Regions from separate parts of the Gossypium hirsutum genome. Here region 2 is linked to region 1. Evidence: chromatin contacts called from public Hi-C data. All regions are on one chromosome and are shown on one strand. Each heading gives the region's core, a stretch centred on a gene start, on an enhancer-like site or on the middle of the called end of the contact. The rest is flanking DNA. Distances are from core to core; before and after follow the strand shown.

Region 1 (6,437 bases), core at 2,875-5,374:
ACAGAACAAATAAAGTCACTTTCTATCTTTGAAGACTTTGGATATGATTTTTATGTAAGTAAAACTTAATTAGTATATAAACTTAAGTTTTATCTAGGTTAAAGTAAACCGAGAGATTAAGAGCTTGATAGAGCACAAATTGGTTCAAGTTAGGAACATGTATGTGTGCATTATTTCTGTAAGCAACCAAGACAGTCTCTTGAGTAGTAAAGCTAAACTTTCGAGGGGAAAGTTTAGTAGAAGAGTGATTTAGTCTTTATATAATGGTGAGGTTGCTAAATTGGTGAATGTTAAACCAGTGTTAGGACTTAAATCATTGATTGTACTGTGAGAAAGATATATAGTGGATAATTACTTTGGGTAATGTCCCGTAAACGTAGGCTGAGGTTGAATTACATAAACAATCTTGATATTCTTTTTATTATTTTTGCACCTTTTATTACATAAACAATCTAGATAACATTAGACGTGGCCCTGGAACTTCAACATTCATCCACAAAAACTCATTCCTTGTCCACCACAGGCGCCAATACTTCAAACAAAATTCTTCCAAGATGGACCCAGAGGCCCTTGCGACTATCTGCTTAAAATAATCAAGAAAATCCATATTAAAAACTTCAACAGGTTTATCCCAAATGTTCCAACATGATACAGCTTTTGGACACAATAATGAGTAATATCCTCACCAAGTTTATCAATTCTTTTCTTGGTAATGTAATTTAAATGGTAGAAATAGATTATCTAGTTATGGAGCTGGACCTAGATATAGATGTGTACTTGAGAGCAATAAATCATTCCTACAAAAATAAGAGTGAAACCAATCATTCTGTGTGAATTTATTATAGCATGTTAATCTTAGTCAGAAGAGTGGAATCTCTCATAGCACATCACATCCTAATTAAGCATCAATGAACCTCCAATTATCAGTTGTTATTTCACTCAATTAGTGGCATGGAATTACTTCATATTGCATTAGGTCTTACCTAATTTACCGGTTTTGTTTCTTTTCTCCAATAGTCTTTTCATCCTAAATCAAACCTAACCAGCCACCGATTATTTGGTTCTGAAAACCATGGTCGCCAAAACTAATTTTTCTTTTCTTTTTGCCCTATTTCATAATGGCAGTAAATAAAGTGATTGATTATCTCTCATTAAACTAAAAATCATTTGTATTTATTTTTATTTTTTTAAATAAAATGTTTATACATTGTAATACATCAATATTGGGCAAGAATAGGAAGCTTTCCTAGTTGCTTATATCTTGAGAGCATAATAAATTAGTATTTTTGTAATGTTAGCCATACTATCTCGTATAGGTTTTGATGTGAGGCAGAAGCCTAAACCAAGATGCTAGTTTGGATTTGGAAGATGCTTTTACAGATTCGGTCACTTTGGCCTACCCATTTTAGATAATTACTTCCCCTTTTTTATATATGATTGATTTATCACATATTTTATCAATTTAATTTCTATTCTATTTTTTAGTTAATATTAGTACTTAATTTTTTTATAAGAGTGAAATTGTTTTTTAATTGAAATGTTAACTAAAAAAAATTCTTTTAACAATATTGGCATAACAGTTCGCGTGACAATTCACATGTAATTCAAGTTACATGTTATTATTTATCTTATATGCCACATCAATAAATAATTTACAAATTAATATTCAAAAAGAATAAAAATAAAATTCAAAAAATAGGGTCAAAAATAAATTAGTACTTGAATTTATCTACTTTTCTCAGATTGGTACTTACGGTCTTTTTTGTCCCAGATTAGTATCCAAACTCTTTTTCAGTTAACTAAATCGGTATATAAGTCTAATGCTATTAAGTTTAGGACGCGTGGTAGAATAATATTGTGACATATGGCATAAATGATGTCATGATAATGTCATAATTTAGAAAAAAAAAATTAAAAAATTTCTTTTGACTTTTCTCCTCCCCATATTTTTGAGGTTCTTTATTTTTCCTTCCTTCTTTCTTCTTCCTCCCTCAACCCAAGTTGTTGCCTCTGTTGCCGCCGACGATTAGCCTCCTTTTTGGCCTAAAAATGGCATCGGAGTGACAATCAATGATTTTTTGTCTTCCTATGAATTAACTGCAGAATCTGTCATCTTTTATTCACCTTTGGTTCTCGTGTTCGTTTCCTCTTCTCCACTTGTAGAAACAAGTTTGGGTTTAGAAATTATTCTCTGGTTCTCAGAGAATCTATCTTAAACCAGTAAGTTTGTTTTATATCAATCCCCGTTAAGATTTTATAACTTGGTCTTTTTTCTGGGTTTAACTTCATTCGATCTATAGGGTTTTGCATTGTGACCCTTTAGACCTAATTTCGAGGTTCTTATCTTCCGTCATGTTGCAATGACTTGTGTGTTTCTTTTTTCTTTAGTGATAAATCGATGGTGATAAATCATATTTTACTAGATAAATCAATGGTGTTTCTAGAAGGGGGAGATTTATTGGATTATCTTGTGGGTTTCCTTTTTTTTTTTAGTGTTTTGTTAAATGATGCAATGCAATGTTTTTTGAAGTTAGCTTGAATCATATTTTGTATTTATGAAAAAGAAGGTTGTAGTATTGGAACTAAGAAAAAAAATCGTAGATATTGAGATTCTACCACTCTTCCTTTGGATATGCAATTGCAGTGGGTGATTTTGGGAAATCGAACCAAATGCCTATGTTAAGGCTTGCTAAACTTCATCAGATACGGTAAATCAATGGCATAAGGAAATATTTGTTCTGCAAAATTAATTAATCGTCTATAAGAATTATCTCATCAACATTTGAACTGAATATGTACCCTTTAATAAATTGAATGAACAAAAAAAAATGGAATAGAAGAGTTTTAAGGTTGAGGAAGGAAAAGAGTGGTAGAAAAAATTGTTACTATCGCTGTCAAACAAGAAGAAGAAACTTCGGTTGAGAGAAGAAGAAGAAGAAGGGGCAGAAAAGTCAAAAGAAATTTTTTTTTTAAGTTTTTAAAATTATGACATCACCATGACGTCATTTATGTTACGTGTCACAATATTATTTTGTCTCGTGTCCTAAACTTAATGACGTTAAATTTTAAGTACTATTTAGTTGACGAAACAAAAGTTCGGGTACCAATATGTGACAAAAAAACTAAAATTACCAATCTGGGAGACATGGATAAGTTCATGTACTAATTTTATATTTAACCCCAAAAAATATTATAAAAAGTTCATAATTTTTTTTAAAAAGGCATAAAGTACAATTGGATTATCATGCGGGCTACTATGTTTAAAAATTTAATGTTTTAATCAATATTTCTGTTAAAAAAAGTAATTTGACTCTTTTTAAAAGATTGATACTCAAATTTGACTCTATTTAGGCCAAATTTTGCTATTAGTTTTAGTACGGTATATCTTGTGAATTTAGAGTAAAAGTCTTTTACTCTAATTTGGTCAATTTTACTTCCTTTACTTTTCTAATTTAAAAACTTCAATTCTTATCCAAATGACATCAATTAAATATGTTAGGCCAAATGTCGCTATTAGTCTCGTACTATGTATAAGTTGTGGATTTAGTCCCTATTCTCTAATTTCATCATTTTTAGTTATCATACTATTTGAATTTAGACTTGATCCAAATAATCAAATTCTAGCTTCTAAACCCATCAACTAAGATAACATGCTTTTTTTTTTTTAGTATTGTGTGGAAATTACAAGTTGACATAGCATTCCAAATTTGATAATATGTTTCTCGTGTAAGATAATAAAATGTAACTTAATGAGTTTAATGGTTACTATTTCGATTAGGATTGAAATTAAAAAATTAAAAAATATAAGGACTATAAATGACCAAATTAGACTTTAAGTACTAAAAGCTCAACTTACACCTAATATCAGAAGTTTGCCTAATTACTGTCATTACATTGAGTCATTAGCTTCAAGTTGAAAGATAATATATATGTATTTATACATCCATTAAAATGCATGGAAAATGAAGCATTAGATCAGATATCCACTGATAAAAAATGAATCACAAGATTAGGTCAATCCTGAAACACAAATAGATGGTAAGGTTAAATCGGCTAGCTTGAAACAAGAGAGGTATTGGACGCAAACTGAGGTGGTGGGTGGGGATACTAGTTCAACTGGATACTGCAAACCCAAGGCTTATCATATTGGAGTCGAGATGGACCTAACTGAGAAGACCCACATCAAAACCCTAAATCACTAGATTTAACAAGCTTTTTCTGACCCAGTCCCATTTATGATACTTCATTTAAATGCTCAATGCCCACTTCCAAATAGTTGCCCTCTCTCCCATCTTTCAGGCCCATTGAAATACAAAACCTTTTCATTGTTAGTTTAGTGCCAACTTGCATGGAGACTGAAATGATCAAAAGGCCCTCAAATTAGCGAATGTGCGGTTCAGGTTTGAGTTTCAATGCTCATAAATTGATATATATATATATTTGGATTCTCTCTTAGATTATGTCTAAATTTATTTAAAAGAAATTTCAAATTTAATGCTATTAATTTATCAAGGAATAAAAACTGTTTACGTATGGAGATGAATGTGAACTAAAAACTTGAATCTAATCTATTTGTAGCTCTATCTATGATTCAAAAAAAAAAAATACATTAAAGGAATAACAGGGCAGTCATCCCGAAATATGAAAGACGGGGTGTGGTGAGAGAATCCACTACGTAGTTTGCTTGCAGTTGACTTTGCCGGGAATCTTGAAAGAAGTTTTGCTGTGGGTTCCGTGGTGTCTGCCACAAAAGGTATCCAATCCATTCGTGCAAAGACGAAAAAAAAAAAAAAAGGAAAGAAAAGAAAAGAGGCAAATGATAGTGGGAGAGAGAATTGAGGCAGAAAAATGATATAACGCTAAGGTCATAATTTGATACTACTAATTTTATCAGCTTAAGCCTTCCATTTGAACTGACTTCTAATCCTGCAATATTTGAAACTTGTAGGCCATGAATTTCACTATTTGTTCTTAGCAAAGCAAAAAAGACAACGTTTAGGCTTCCTTTTTTTTTTTTGTTCCAAGTAGCACCCTCAAAGCTCAATCAATCACATCCCTAATAAAACAAATGAATATACAGAAATGATATACCAACAAAATTGAGGTCTGGCCTTTGGAAATCAAATATTCAATGAGTCAAACGGGTTTGGACAGCTTTTCTAAAGAAAGGGAAAACAAAATCCACTCCAACTCGCAAACCGTTTGTAATGAAACAAGTCAGAAATGAGCTGAGAGCAAAGGCAAAAAGATAAAGTAAATTATGTTTTCACGTGTAAAATTGGGACTGCCCCGGGGTATGTATTCTTTCTTATTTTATCCATAGATTTTCAACTTTTAACTCCTCCTTCCCTTGCTTATAAAGTTGAGTTCTCAGATTCCCTTACCAAACTTGAAGAAGCCTGACTATGAGGCCCATGAAACACACTGTCTCCTGTTGGCTCGTGTGTCTTGCGAGCTTTTTCTACGGTGTGGAGGCATTACAAACGCCGTGTTTTTTACAAACTCTCTTGCTTCTAAAGCAAGTTATAAATGGAAACAGAGGTATCCCTAAGTCAAAAAGATGCCCACTAATTCGCCGGTGTCTATAATCTTTAAGGGATTAAAGGTATTGAAAATAATCATTTGATAATCAGTTTGATTTGATTCCTAACATGGCTACAACCTAGGTCATAAAAAATGGGTCATCTTGTAAGAGAAAAAACTAGAATTGTTCTGTATGTACAAGTTAGATGTATTTTAATCAAAGTCACAATAATAACGAATGAACTCTGTAGAGATTTAAGATCTAGTTTAATTGATATCTATTTTACATTTATTTATATGTTTGTCAAATATCTAAAAATGTATTTAAAAGTGGTAACTTATAGTGGTCCAAAGAGAATAATTCCGGATTATGTTCTCATGGTGCAGCTTATATATAGTGGATTGTGACAATTCCATCGAAAGGGTCTTCAAATATCTATATCTCAACTTTCCAAACCAAGGCGAAAAGACTAATTTTCTTGCGGGGCTTTCAAGAGTTAAGAGACAAACAAGCAAAGTTAAGTTGGACATAAGGCCTGGAAAAGTTTTAAGAGTAATTTAGAGTCAAGATCTCTCATTTCATGTTTGTTGGGAGTTGGGACAATATAAAATTGTACTAACCATAAATCATGGCATTAACAAATTGTGAACTAGGTTAAGCTAGGCTCCAATTTATGTCCATTTGACAAAGATAATTGACAATTGTAACAAAGATCTCAAGCAAGAAATGTTAGGAGAAGACAACAATTCACGTGGCCGGGCCTTCCATTGTGTATGCATGGGGATTCATGAAGGGTGGGCAGTGATGGCACAAGGGACCCCTCTCGAATGTCTGTCTCCGATACCTCCAAATAATTAAAAACCCAACTTTCCTAGTTCATATTATCCTCAGTTAAGTCATTGAGGCGCCATTA
Region 2 (5,964 bases), core at 1,210-3,709, 170 kb after region 1:
AAACGAATTCAAAGGGTCACATTGTCGGAGACCTCTACTAGGATGAAAACATTCCCCTACTCGACCATTTAGAAGAACTGAATATGATACGGTTGAGATACATCTCATTATAAGCTTCACTCAACGATTATCAAATCCCAACTGAATCATCATACCTTTTATGAAACCTCATTCAACGCTGTCATAAATTTTACTCATATCTAGCTTTAATGCCATAAATCCTTTCTTCCCTACTCGCTTTTGATGAAAAGTAAGTAGAATTTCGTAGACAAGTAATACATTATCAGATATTAATCTACCGGGCACAAACGCACTAAAGATTTTAAATATGAATAACTTTACACCACAAGAATAAAAAAGTTAAAAAAATTGTTAATAAAATGTCCACAATTTGAAAAAAAAATATCTAATCCAAATTTATTGGGCAACCATAATAAAAAAATAAAATTGAAAATTTTAGGGAAAAATCTTAAAATTATACATAACTTTGGTCCAATGTACAATGTTATACATGAATTTTGATTTGATCCATTTTCACAAATCACTACAATCATTATTGAGATAACACCATTTCGTGTTTACATGTTATATATACATATAATTATACTTATATAATATTAAAATGAATTTATGTATTAATTTTTTTAAATGTGTACAATTGAATCAAATCAAAGTTTTATGTGTATATTTCAACTAAAATCAAACTTTAATGTGTATAGTTGCACAAAATCAAAGATTATGTATCAAATTGCAAATTAAATCAAATTTTATATATAATATTAATATTTATCTCCAAATTTTATGATTGAAAAAAATTGAGAGAAATAAAATATTGGTAAAAAATTTAATGAGCAAAAAAAAATTACAATGAAATAAAACCGAGGGAAATTAAGATTGATTGTGTGAGGAAAGAGAAAATATTTTTATGAAAAGACTTATTGTTCTTGAAGTGTTTTTATAAGTTATTTTTACCTTGATTTTAATTTTATGGTGTCGTCTCTCTTCTTCTATGAATTTTTTTTTCCACTTTATGTATGAAAATAAATTAATAAAATTATTTAGGGATTTAAAATAATTTTAAATGTTTAATATTATATTTTTAAATTTATCTTGAAATTTCTAATTTAATAATCTAATTATTTAGATATAAAATATATTATTTGTGAAGTTGAAATTAATTCTTATTTAATAGATGTATATTTAAATTTTTTAAAAATAACAAATTTTTCCGCACACCACAACATGGATTATGAGAATATTCATGGCCAAATGGGCCTAACAAAAAATAAATAAAAAATGTATTTTACTTTCTAATACACATTTTCTTTCTTATCCAACTAATACAAATCTTTCTATATATAAAATAAAAATAAATATATCAAAGAATCAAAATAAACATTATACCTACACAAAAATACTCAAATGAGATAAAAAAAATTACCATGAAAAAATAAATATTGAAGAGGTAATGTTATATAACAATTTCCAAATAAAAATGACAGAAAATCTCAATTATTCATTTACGCATACCATAATTTCATGAGAAATTCATACATACAAAATTTTAGATGTGTTGATAAAACCACCTTGATAACTACTAACAAATAAGGGTCCAAAAACAGTGAAGAGTATAGGTTAAGGAGGGATAATGAAAAGCAGATAACAAGGGATAGCTGAAGTTGAATTAGGTTATTTCAAGCTGTCAGTCTTAACTTGTAAGCAAATTTTGGCCTTCACACCCTAAACATTTCACTGCTTCTAGTTGACCATATTCAAAACTTTTTTATATTTTTATTTTTGGTGTCCTGCTTTAGCCTGTTAAATAATAAACCAATTGTATCCTTACTTGGCAAGGTAAGTTGTTCATAGATTATAGTGCCATAATTCCTTCATTACCGTAGAAAGAAAGTAAGATTTAGGATTTAGAGCCACCAGTCTGCTGCAGCAAGGAACTGTATATAGAAAGAAACAAAAAAGAATAAAACTATGATTCTGATATAAGCAACCTTAACATGATGAGATTAGGGTTACTTTAAGGTTAAAGGAAGATTACCATAATAAAGCAAGTTGTTTGCTTACATTGGCATACTGTTTACATGTGAAAGCTGCCGTTTCATCAAATTTAGCTAGATCTAAGTCTTGGTATTTCAGGTTCGTCAGAAAGATAATAATAAAAGTAAGGAAGGCATTGGCTCTCTTGCAAAAGGGATAATTGCACCTTAACTTTGATCGTTTGGGCCAATTTTTTTAACTTGAAACTTTTTTTCTCAAACTGACCCAATATTTGAAGTGGGCTTGGACTGAAAAGACTGTTGGGATTGGTCCTAAAAACTTGAAGATTGTTATTATTAAACTTTGTTTCTTTTCTTTTGTAATCTTTCTTTGAGCCTTATATATATCCATAATTGGATGCTTAAATATGTTGTAACACATAAGTATGGGGTGGTTTGGTATTGCAGAGAGACGCTATTTTACTCTTAGAAGGGTCGAGGGACGCTTGTGTTGAATCAAGAGATGATGATAAAATCATGAAGCATCCCTTGGGGCTTGCTTTGAAGAGACTGTCTACGGCTCTTACCCCAAATGATTGTTTTGATAAAGCTTTAAGGGCTATTTGTGTTGCATTCAATCATCAATGAAGGGTTGTGGCACATTTTTCACTCACCATGAGAGTGGCCGATGAAAATTCCTTGATTTTTACAAGTTACTCGCATTATGTTGACATAATGGTGCATTTCACATCCAAAATTTCATGATTTTTACGGCATACTGAAAATTACATGATTATCCAATTGAAGAAGCTAAAAGCTTCTAAATATCAAATGTTGACAATCTTTCACTTCATATTGTCGTAAATTGTTAATGTCAGAACCATCCCAAATGCAAATCTCCAACGTCCAAAGACATGTCATAATCACCTTAACAATTTTTTATTTATTTTTTATTACATCAACTATTCTTCTGGTATACTTTTTGGTCAAAAATATTTAATGGTGTTCCATTGACTTTGACCAGCCAAAAAGTATTAAAAACATTAAAAGTGGTAAAAAATATTAAAATTAAATAATTATAAAATCATAAACATTATTAAACACTAAATTTTAAATAACACGAGTAAATATATGGTTAAAGTATCATGTATAAAAAGTTGAATTGAATTTTGTCCTGCCTATTTAAAAAATGTACAAATTAGGCCATATATGTTAAATCAAATATTAAACTGGTCTTTTTATTAAAAATTCTATCCATTTCTACAGTTAAAAACTAGTCTATGTACATCAACATGAGGTACAAGTGGCATGTCACATGTCTCTATTGGTTATTCCATTAGGCATGTTAGTTTTTAATAGTATAGATCAATGAAATTTTTAACAAAAATAATCAATTTACTATTTGTTTTAACATATAAAGATAAATTTATCTATTTTTTTAATAAAAAAATAAAATATTATCTAACAAGACTTCCATAATATTTTTACTGTAGAGAACATAAAAGTTAAACAACCTACTTAGAACCTTGAAACCATCCATTATATAAAACAGATTGAGATGACATATTCGGATTTTTTAGTGCAGGTATGATCTCTAATTTAGGGTTTAAGTCATAATTAAAATAAAATAATACAACAAAAGAACTAATTTCATATTCGTATCATGTTCTACAGCAGGTATGATCTCCAGCACAGGCAAAGATAGAAAAATATTTTAAGGTTAGAAATTAAATTTTAAATTTTAATATAACTTTTAAAGAATTAAATTAAAATTTTATTATTTTTAAGGCATAAAGTATAATTTTATTTTTATTAATTTAAAATTTTTAAATTTTTAAAGAGCATAAATAGATAAATTTTCATTTTAAAAGGAGGGGTTCCTACCAGCATGTAGATATCTCTAATAACATCTCTATGCATCAAATGAATTCTAAACACAAAAATGGGAAAGAAAATTTCCAGATTCCCGGTCTTCAAGCTTAAATTTCTGAAAGTTGAAATTATTTATGAAATTACTATCAGTAATTAAGAAAAGGAAAATCCCATTAAAATTAATTATGCATGCAAATGGGTTTTACGTTTCCAATTGAAGAGAACTTTATACTTTAAACGAATCCTAATTGTTTAATAAAAGGATGTTGAAGTGGTTGATGTGAAATAAGTGGCATTATTAAGAGATGAATTCCACCTTTTGCTCATTCATATCAATAGTGTCATCCATCAAACTTTTATTCCACCACATGAAATATATGCCCACTGTCTAATTCCTACTTTTTTGGGTATATGAATCTATTTCATATTCGGCCCAAAACCTACTCAATCCACACCCCGGTGAGGTCTCATTAAATTTTTTTTAAATTTAATTATTGTACAATTAAAATAAAATTAATATTTTTTATTTTAAACAATAATTTACAGAAAGCTTTTATGATTTTGTAAATAATTTTGCAATCTAATTATGGTGAACAAAATTATTGGTTATACATTAATATTTTATAATTATTAATTTTTATATTGTGAAATTTGCTATCACTATTTTCTTTCTCGTAGCTAAATTAAAAATATTATTTTTAAAATGCTTGCAATTCTAGAAACATGACTTGTGAATTAACTTGAAAGTGTAAAATTTATGTTACAATAATGATGACATTTGTTAATGCCACTTATGAAATTTATCCTTCTTATCCTATCTATCATCATTTACTACTTTGTAAAGAATTATTTATTATATTTTTAATTAATTACTAATATGTGACTACAATCTTCTTTTAATTATTTTTCAAGAAATTTTTTATTTACTTAATATTTTATTAATTTAAAAGTTTTAAATTAAATTGTGAATTAATTGGTTAGGTAACTTATACAAAAGTTATTTAACATCTGTAAATATAAATGTTTTTTTTTTATTTATTAATAGCTTAGGTAACTTATACAATTATAATATGAAGTTGACCATTACATTGTTAATTGCTTAATATTATTTTTATATCATTAATGAAGTTAAAATGCTTAATATTTGTCTCTTAAAAATATTATCTTCTTAAAACTCAATTTTTTTATCATTTACATTAATGAATAATATTTGATACACTATCAGTGGAATTCTTAAACTCTACAAATAAGATCAGGGGTTTGACAAGTGTTTTATAAGAGTATATGATAGGTGCTAAAAGTAACATGTTTTAGTCTCATTATTAATGTGTTTTTGGGTGATTATTCGATATTAATGGTGAATTTTATGCTTCTAATTCTTTAAATTCATGTTTTTATACTTAAGAGAGCATTTGACAACAAAATGAGCGAAAAATGGAAATTTGAAGTAAGGTACAAGAGCCACACGAGCTAACCCCTTCCACATGGCCTGTCCACTTTGCGATTTGCACTCTAAACTTGCAGTAAAACACGATTTTTTGGTTTTTTTTGGGCATTCTAAGACATATATGTGACAAAAATAAGAAGATACGAGTGAATCGTCATATAATACTCAAGAAAACAACTCGAAAAATACCATTGAAGCCTATTCTAAAACATATTTCCGTCAAGATTGAAGACTTCCAATTGATTTCTTAAGAGATTATTATGAGTTTCTTTATTTCTTTCGGTTATACTATCTTTGGGATGTTTTTATTTGCAAGTATGAACTAATTTTCTAAATACCTAGGGGAAACGAACCCTATGAGAGATTATGTCATTTGATTTTTATTTTACACAATAAATACTTAGATATTCTTCTCAATTATGTGTGTTTAATTCTTGGTTTGATATTTCTAAATTATTGATCCATGTTGATGTACTTAAATCAGAGGAGGAATAGACCATGTTTAAGAGTAGATCTTATGTAATTTAATGGAGTTGCATGCTATCATAGAAATAGGACAACTTAAATCAATCGGATTAGAGTCAAATCTAATAGAGGAATCCATAGCTTGAGTTAATGCGATAATAGAGGTTTTAATTAGAAAGAAATTTCAAT

Evidence for each region. Hi-C and Micro-C count contacts between places; a contact is called where the count stands out from the background.
Region 2: a contact with region 1 is called in a Hi-C map of petal, with 2.7 times the contacts expected there. The contact joins two enhancer-like sites. A contact is called at or near these places in 13 of 34 Hi-C or Micro-C datasets (callus, hypocotyl, leaf and 2 more).

The regions. Positions count from the first base shown.
Region 1 is chrA04:76,562,982-76,569,418 of Gossypium_hirsutum_v2.1, forward strand. No RefSeq gene overlaps it. Among protein-coding and RNA genes, the nearest start is that of LOC107930127, 12 kb to the left of the region's middle. Within about 2 kb of position 4,125, at least 5 of the 9 cell types and tissues checked have an H3K27ac peak or open chromatin away from gene starts, as enhancers often do. A contact at or near this core is called in hypocotyl, where this site is marked.
Region 2 is chrA04:76,735,667-76,741,630 of Gossypium_hirsutum_v2.1, forward strand. No RefSeq gene overlaps it. Among protein-coding and RNA genes, the nearest start is that of LOC121228792, 4.2 kb to the right of the region's middle. Within about 2 kb of position 2,460, at least 1 of the 9 cell types and tissues checked has an H3K27ac peak or open chromatin away from gene starts, as enhancers often do. A contact at or near this core is called in hypocotyl, where this site is marked.